Linked DNA regions of Gossypium hirsutum: region 2 is linked to region 1. Evidence: chromatin contacts called from public Hi-C data. All regions are on one chromosome and are shown on one strand. Each heading gives the region's core, a stretch centred on a gene start, on an enhancer-like site or on the middle of the called end of the contact. The rest is flanking DNA. Distances are from core to core; before and after follow the strand shown.

Evidence for each region. A called contact is a pair of places that touch in the nucleus more often than the background predicts.
Region 2: a contact with region 1 is called in a Hi-C map of leaf, with 2.4 times the contacts expected there. The contact joins two enhancer-like sites. A contact is called at or near these places in 4 of 34 Hi-C or Micro-C datasets (leaf and seedling).

The regions. Positions count from the first base shown.
Region 1 is chrD01:17,871,523-17,875,771 of Gossypium_hirsutum_v2.1, reverse strand. No RefSeq gene overlaps it. Among protein-coding and RNA genes, the nearest start is that of LOC121213895, 5.9 kb to the right of the region's middle. Within about 2 kb of position 1,886, at least 7 of the 9 cell types and tissues checked have an H3K27ac peak or open chromatin away from gene starts, as enhancers often do. A contact at or near this core is called in leaf, where this site is marked.
Region 2 is chrD01:17,946,188-17,950,436 of Gossypium_hirsutum_v2.1, reverse strand. All of the region lies in intron 5 of LOC121213558, which reads left to right. Among protein-coding and RNA genes, the nearest start is that of LOC121213558, 14 kb to the left of the region's middle. Within about 2 kb of position 2,201, at least 3 of the 9 cell types and tissues checked have an H3K27ac peak or open chromatin away from gene starts, as enhancers often do. A contact at or near this core is called in leaf, where this site is marked.

The sequences.
Region 1 (4,249 bases), core at 637-3,136:
TTGAAACAAAAATTGAATAGTAGCAGCCAACAATTGAATAGCAAAATAGCAGTAGGCAACAGTTGCCGAAAAAAAATAAATGAATAGCAACAGCCAGCAGTTGCAGAGAAGTGCCAAGAAGAACAACAATTGAATAGCAACAGCCAACAATTGAATAGAAAAATAGCAGCAGTTGCTGGAAAAACAACAAATGAATAGTAGTAGTCAGTAGTTGCAATGAAGTGCCAAGAAAAACAACAATTGAATAGCAACAAATAGCAATTGAATCACAAAATAGCAGCAACCAACAGTTGCTAGAAAAACAACAAATGAATAGCAACAGCCAACTGTTGCAGAGAAGTGCAAAGAAATTCTTAATTAGGATTGAGTTGTGGCGGGAAATTTTTAATTGAGATTTTAGGGATTTATGGTTAAGAAATTAATTAAATGAGGTGTAAATGACATATAAAAATTAACCTGACATGTCATTAAATGATTGAAAAGAGATACAAATGACGTGACGTCACTATTTCATACAATCATTTCTCTTACAATGTAATATAATATATGAATAACCTATCAACTATTTTATTATCAAATACCTTTATGCTCCTTAAAAAGCAAAATGTTGTGGCAATGAGTTTGGTCCAAAATAACGATCAAAAGATACAAAGATTGTAAGCACAAGTATGAAAACCATCTATTATGCCAATGCCATGTACATCAACTAAATCCAAAATGCTATAAATTTTTAATCCACAAGTTAGTTCAATACAAAAATTTCTTAACAACTACTTTATCGTAAGGACATCTTTCTCCACTAAGTTATTTGATTTGGTTTCAACTATCGTTTGAATTGAATACTTGGTTACCATCCAACTATGTATATATGGTTACTTTGATAACTTTAGTTCATTCGCCTCTACTTCTTTTATAATTGCTCTTTTAATAACTTTTTCGGAGAGCTATAAATAAAGGCTTAAATATTTCATTTGGAATCTTTTGATTGTTTGCCAAGCTTAAACATATTCTAAGTTCTCTATGCATCTTTCTCTAAACAATCACAGCCACCACCACAGCTTTCATTTCTTTTAGCCACCAGTTTCTTCCATCACCAATGCATTTGTTTTTCATGATTTCTAACATCGTATTTAAAAGAATTCATCGACACTCACAAATGATTTAAATTTATAATTTATTCTAAACCATAATTATATTAGTATTATATTAGGCTTAAAGGTATAAGAAATCCTTAAGAGAAAAATAAAAAAAATAATTAATTAAACTTATCCAATTGAGCTCTTGTCAATAACCTACAAATCAATTAAGCTCATCCATTAAACGGTTTCTATCTTAGACTATGTTAATTGTTAAATTAATTTGTAGACCAAATAGATGATGACACGTGGCAGTTCTAGATTTAGTGGTTCATTTTTCTAATACAAATTTATAAAACAAAAATCATAAAATTTGTAAAAGAAAAATGTCATCAAAAATTGTAAAATATTATATAAACATATAAAAAATTATAAAAATATGAAAATTACAAAAAATTAAAAATTATTATAAAATTATATAAACATGTAAAAATTATTTAAAAAGTTATAAAATATATTAATATATTAATATAAAAATTATAATAAATCTCAACTTGGTTCAAAGTGCCATCACCATCCAAAGCACCTTCACCCAACATGCAAACTACTTCATCATCCTCCATATTACTCAGCCGCAACATCACACTCCTTATTTTCAAACTTTCTAATTGGTGTTAGCTAATTTTTTTTTTTGAAATTTCCGGATTGGGCTTTATTATGAAAATAAATACATACTGTTCTAATCTGAAACCAAAACCAAATAAAACCAAAACATAACAAAATAAACCTAAACCAAAACATGGCCCAAATCAGATGGCCTTATACAAAAATATCTAGATATTATAAACGAAAATTCTAGAACCGGCATTAATGCACCGATCCGTTGCCCAATCAGAAGTTGTTTGGAAACCGTCTTCCAGTCTTTCTGTCATTTCAATTCATTTTTGATGATTCCATTTTCAAAATATGCCAAGAAAATCGATCCGTTTCCTTTACTGTTCTGAGGCTTCCTTTCTCCACTCTTCCTCTCCTGAAAACTTCTAATCTGGTCCTCTTCTCCTATCGTACCGAGCTTGATCCATAGCATACTCAGGAACTCCCCTATCCAGGTAAATTTCTTCTCCTCTTTTTAACGTTTCTGTTGCTAAGATATGTGCAAGATTATTTGCAGACCTAGGTGTATGTTGAAATCTGATATTATCAAATCCATATATTTTCTGTTGAATGTTATAAATGTATGCCCCTACCATCGATCTGTCTTGACCCTTTGAATTGCATTTTTGATGATTGCGAGGGAATCTCCTTCAAGAATCAGAAACTGCCATCCCTTCCCGGTTCCTATTTGGACTGCTCTCCAGCAGGTTATTGCTTCAGCAGCAAAGGCCGATGAGATATTAGAATGAATCTCTGAACATGAGAAGAGGATATTTCGTTCCGAATCTCTGGCCACAATACCCGAAGCCGACCGATTCTGGCTTTTATCGTAGGCACCATCAAAGTTGATGTTGATGAAACTCTCCTGTGGGTACGACCATCTCTGGTTCTCTCCGGTACGATTTAGATCTCTTTTTTCAAGGCCATTAATCTCATTAATGTAATTGTTTATAAAGTTTGCAACTTCCGTCCCATTACTAACTTTGCCTTCATGTATTTTTTTATTTCTATCTCCCCATATAGCCCAAAGTGCACAACAGAATATTCAACTTTGATAAAGGCTGAGCTCCTCTACTACCCAGGTGATCCACTGTAAAAAATCCTCACATTGATTCATCAAAATGTTCTGGAACGATAATGCTCTCCATACCTCCATTGTAACACGGCATTCGCGAAATAAATGGTTCATTGTTTCAGCTCCTTCTCCACATCGGGGACAGCTTGGATTGACTGCTAACTTCCGGTGCTGTAAATTCACCTTTGTAGGCAGATAATTCCAAGATAACTTCCATATTGTGACCTTTATTTTAGTCAGTAGATTTAGGCTCCAAAGTTTTTTGTAAAAATTCCTATAGATGGTCTGTAAAGCATAAGTTCTAAGACTTTTAGTCAATATTTGTAATAGTTGATAGGCGCTTCTGACCGTGAATTCACCCGACCGTTCGCCACCCCAGATAAGAAAGTCTTCATGCGGTGTTTGTGCCAGAGGAATTCTGAGGATTTTGGTGGCATCATCTTCCGAAAAGGTACTGGTAATCAACTCTTTTTTCCAACTTCTGTAATGACTGTCAATCAACTCATCAACTTTAGCATCGCGCATAGAATTAATTTCTGATAATAATCTAAAGTTAACTGAATCTGGAATCCAAGCATCATTGATAGAAATATTAGTACCCATTCCCACCTTCCAACAGTGCCCTTTTGTCAATAAGTCTTTGGCTGCCCAAATGCTTTTCCAAACATAAGAACATGAATTTCCTAAACGGGAATTTAAGAAATGATTATCTTGGAGATACTTAGCTTTGAATACTTGCGTTACGAGAGCATTCTGATTATTCATAATCCTCCACCCTTGCTTAGCCAGTAGTGCTATATTGAAATGTGCCATATTTCGAAAACCCATACCACCCTCCTCTTTAGGCCTACACATATATTCCCATTGACACCAGTGAATTCTTTTCTTTCCTTTTCCTTCCTGCCACCAAAATCTAGCAAATAAATTGTCCAACTCACCACAAAGCGACTTTGGTAGTAGGAAACATGTCATTACGTAAGTAGGAATTGCTTGAAGTACTGATTTAATGAAAACCTCTCTACCCCCTTGAGATAAGAAACGAGTGCTCCAATTTTTGATCCTTTGCTTTACTCTGTCTTTGAGAATCTGAGAAGATTCCTTTTTCTTCCGACCTACTATGTTTGGCAGTCCTAGATATTTCTCCATGTTAGTCGAGCATCCTATTCCCATTTCAGCCGATATACTTCCTTTATCACCCTCCTCTAAATTCGAACTAAAAAAAGATCATGGACTTATTAAAATTAACGCATTGACCAGAACAAGTCTCATACTCTTTCAAAATAGCTTTTAGGTTCCTTGCACTACTTTCGGTGGCTTCACCAAACAAAATGGAATCATCTGCAAATAACAAGTGTGAGATTGTCGGGCCTCTTCTGCTAGCTCTCACCCCTTTAATCAACCCCTCTCTTGTGGCATTCCTGATTAAGGACGATAAACCTTCACT
Region 2 (4,249 bases), core at 952-3,451, 74 kb before region 1:
CAGGCAAAAAAAAATCTTATTTGAGGCTTGACTCGTTTAAAAAAAAATATTATTTTTTATCCAAATTTATTTTCGGACGAATCTTCAAACCTAAGCGGATTGTCAAACCCATAATCAAGTCTAATTTAAACTATCTAAATCACGTTTACCCTATTTAAATTTTAAAAAGAAGTTAAAAGAAATAACATTTTCTATATTAATAGCGTAAAATCACTATCCAAAACGCTGGAGGAATATATTATTAAGATTATTACTCTGTTGACTGTTAATGAAATAAAAAAAATATTTAAACTGATTGATTGAGTTTTAATTCAATTAATATATGTATTGTTGTTAATATAAGAAGACGTGAATTTGAACGCACTAAAATGAATTATCCTTCTATGAGTTAAGAAGAAACTATATGTAATTCTAAGCATTATATAAAAAAACAAACATGATCAGAACTTATAATAAAGGAATCTATGGTGTACTGTATAGTAAAATAATAATAAAAGCACTGAACATTATGTTAGATTCGTTTGTAAAATTCTTCTATTTCATCGATAGTAAACAGCACAATTATTCATATTATTGTTATTATATAAATATAAACCTACAGTGATTTTAAAAAGTGTGTTAATTAAGCGATTGATTAGAAAATTTCTCTTTTATCATCCCAATTCACCTTTACTTAATGAATTCCAGGTGGCAAAAAATTATTAAGTTTATATCACTAATTAAGCAGCCACAAAGTTTATTTAAAAAGTAACCAATTTTATTATAAAAGTGTTTTTTATCTTTCATATTTTTACACAAAAGTTATAAAAAAATAATTTAAACTTAAAATAAATCTACAACTATTACTTAAATCCAGGACATAAAAAATTTTTAGGTTAAATTTTATTATTAGTCACTGTATTTTGTAAAAGTTATGGATTTTAATCCTTATATTTTAATTTGATTAATTTTATTTATTGTACTTTTTGAATTGGTTAATTTTAGTCTTTATACTTTTCAAATTTTAAAATTTTAGTTCTAACCTATATAGTAGTTAAATTTGCCTGTTTAAATTCAATTATTAGTCCTGTACTTAGACCTGATCATGGGCCGACCGAACTGATGTAAAATTTTAGGCCCGTTTCTAGGGCCCTACCTTTAAAAAATAGGCCTAAAATTTTGTCCAAGCCTGACCCATATTAAAAATGCTAAACCCGAACCTGACCCGACCTGTCTGTATTATTATTTGATTATTTTTTATATAAAAACAAATTTAAAAAAATATAATATATCAAATACACTAAAAACATTAAAATAAATGTTTCCCAACAAATTGAAAATATATTAAAAAAGTCTTTATACTTAACAAATGCATTTAAAATAGTAGCAAAATTAACAATAAACAAAAGTTAAACAATATCCAAACAATAATAACAAAATGGTAATAAAATAGCAATGAAGTGACAACAAAACAATAACAAAATAACTGACTTGGGTTGGGCCAAGTCGGGCCTGGGCCAAAGAAATCCTACCTGAGGCCTGGCAATTTAGAAAACGGGCATTAATTTTCGTTCAAACTCATATTTTAGGTCTATATTTTTCCCAAAGCCTCCCACTTTTTGGACTAGCCCGGGGAAGTGGGTCAACCCATGATTAGGTCTATCTATGCTGTACATACAATTGTAGATTTAATCCAAATTTTTCAGTTGAATCATTCTAAATCCTAAATTTTAAAATTTCAGTCTTGACATAAATGACAGTCGTTAATTCATTAATTGAATTTTTAGCAAGTAATATGTGAAAATAACAAGCTGAAATGACATTCTGCATATGGTAATATGTTTGGCACATGAGATTTTGGAAATAACAGAAAGTAACTTAATGAATTTAAGATTTGGTGAGAACTAAAATTTTAAAATTTGAAAAATACATGGATTAAAAATGACCAAGTATAAGGTTAAATTCACAACTTTCGTAAAATAAAAAAATAATAATAACAAAATTTAACCAAAATTTTAAAACACCAATATTATCATTTCAATCAAAACTTAAATTAATTTTAATATAATTATTTTATAATCATATTTTTATAAGAACTTTTTTACCAACAACATAAAAGTGGCTAAAGTACATAGACCCCAATACACTCTCATAAACGTTAGATCTCTTAAGTTGACTCTTGTGTGATCTATGCCACCTACCTAAATCTCCACCACCCCTTTTGAGTCTTTGACATAAGATCAACCAAATCTGATGTTGAACAATAATTTTGGACCCACCCACTTAGCTTTAAGCAAGGTAAAGTTTTTGGCTTTATTTATAAAAGTCAAGACTCTACCTAAAATCCAAAGAAAAAAAAAACTAAATACCCTACTATTACATGACATAAACATAATATATATAATATTTTAAAATTTATTTTTCAAAATACATCTCAAATTTTACCTAATATAAATTATAAAAGTATTAAAATTGAGTTAATATGGAGTTTATTCGTTGACTTGTCTAAAAGTATCTAATTAGTACCTAAATTTGTATCACGCTACACACATTGTCCTCAATTTGTTAACAAATTAATTTTTTAAGGGTTAACATGTAATTTACTCCATGTGCCACTATAAAATTCATCAACATAAAAAACCATGTTAGTATGGAAATACTAACCTAGGTGACGACATACAAACTCAGATACGAATTCAAGTACTATCTAAATACTTTTAGACAAATTCAAAGAAAAACTAGATATTAATCCATCAAAATTTAAACACAACTATAACGTAATTAAAAATATATGAAGTACCGGATATGATTTGAAGGGAAAGTTTTGCTTTTGCAAACACCTACATGATTCAATTTGAAAGAGTCCTAGAGAGAGGGAATTTGGGATTTTATTGGCAATTGGGGACTTTGGTTCATTATTTCTCAATGCGATGGGTTGACACGTTATTTGTCGTTTTATCAATAAATTTATAAAAATTGTGTATCATTTTACGATTAGGAATGATTAAAATCCTTTCTTTTTACGTATTTGAAAAAAGCATTAGTTTTTTTTATTTCAAGTGTATACCAAACAAAAAGAAGATTTGCTTGATTAATTCCTTTGAAAAGGGAAGGATTGAGATGAGTCATAAATGTATGGACTTTAGATAGCAAAGAAATGATTGGATTTGAGATTATTATGGGGATAACATCTTTTTTATTTCCTTCAAAAGGGTATAAACAAAAGCTTTAATCAAAGGTTATTACAGAACAAAAAGCATGGAATTGTTTATGTATATAGATGTGGGTGTGAGAATGTAATAGAGAATATGGAAGATAATGATGATGATGGGGGACCCAAGGCATGATAATGGAAAGCGAAAGAAGGGTAAAGGGAACAAGCGTGGTATAAAGGAAACATAGAAGCAGTGGAAGATGTAGGGATGGAGGGGGACAGGGGGTTCAGAAAATAGAAGCCTCGTTTTGTCTAAGGGGTTTTTTCATTATAAATCACTCAATTATCACTTCCCTTGGCTGGTTCTGCCCCTGGGCAGGGCATCTTCGCATCGATGTTTGTGAACACTGGGCCAACACTCAAGCCTATTTCTTGGGCTTTTTCTTTCCTCTTTTGTAAAAAGGCACGCAACTTTCTTCTTTTTTTTTTCAAATCACAATGTGATTTTCATCTCCTTACTAAATTTAAAGATTTAGTTCAGCATATTTTGATCAGTTCTTTTTTATTGACGATGTATATCTTAAGTCAAATTATTAAAACTTTTGGCTAATTTACCAAAAAAGCTAATTTTTTTTATAAAACTACCGAAATAGGTCAATTTTTTAATTATTTACCGGAATTGACCATTTCCCCCGAAATTGCGCCATGTCGGAGCGATGTCAGGGGACGGGGCAGAAGGTCGCGTCCACGTCAGCGCGACCTGCTGACGTGGACGCGATGTGGACACGCGCGTGAACAGTGCCCAACGGTCAAAAAATTGACCGTTGCCCCCCCAACGGTAAAATTTTTTTTACTATATAAACCCCCCACCCCTTTTATTTTCAAAAACAAATTCCTTTCAAAAATTCTCTCAATTCCCTTCAAAATTTCTCTCAATTTCCTTCCAAAATTCTCTCAAACTCTCAAATTCCTTCCAAAATCCTCTTAATTTCCTTCAAAAAAATCTCCAAATCCATATTAAATTTCTTTTTCCATTAAATTTCATTTTTTAAGAAAATTTTAAAATTTTTTATTTTTTTTAAATAATTTTAAAATTTTTAATATTTTCAACAATGG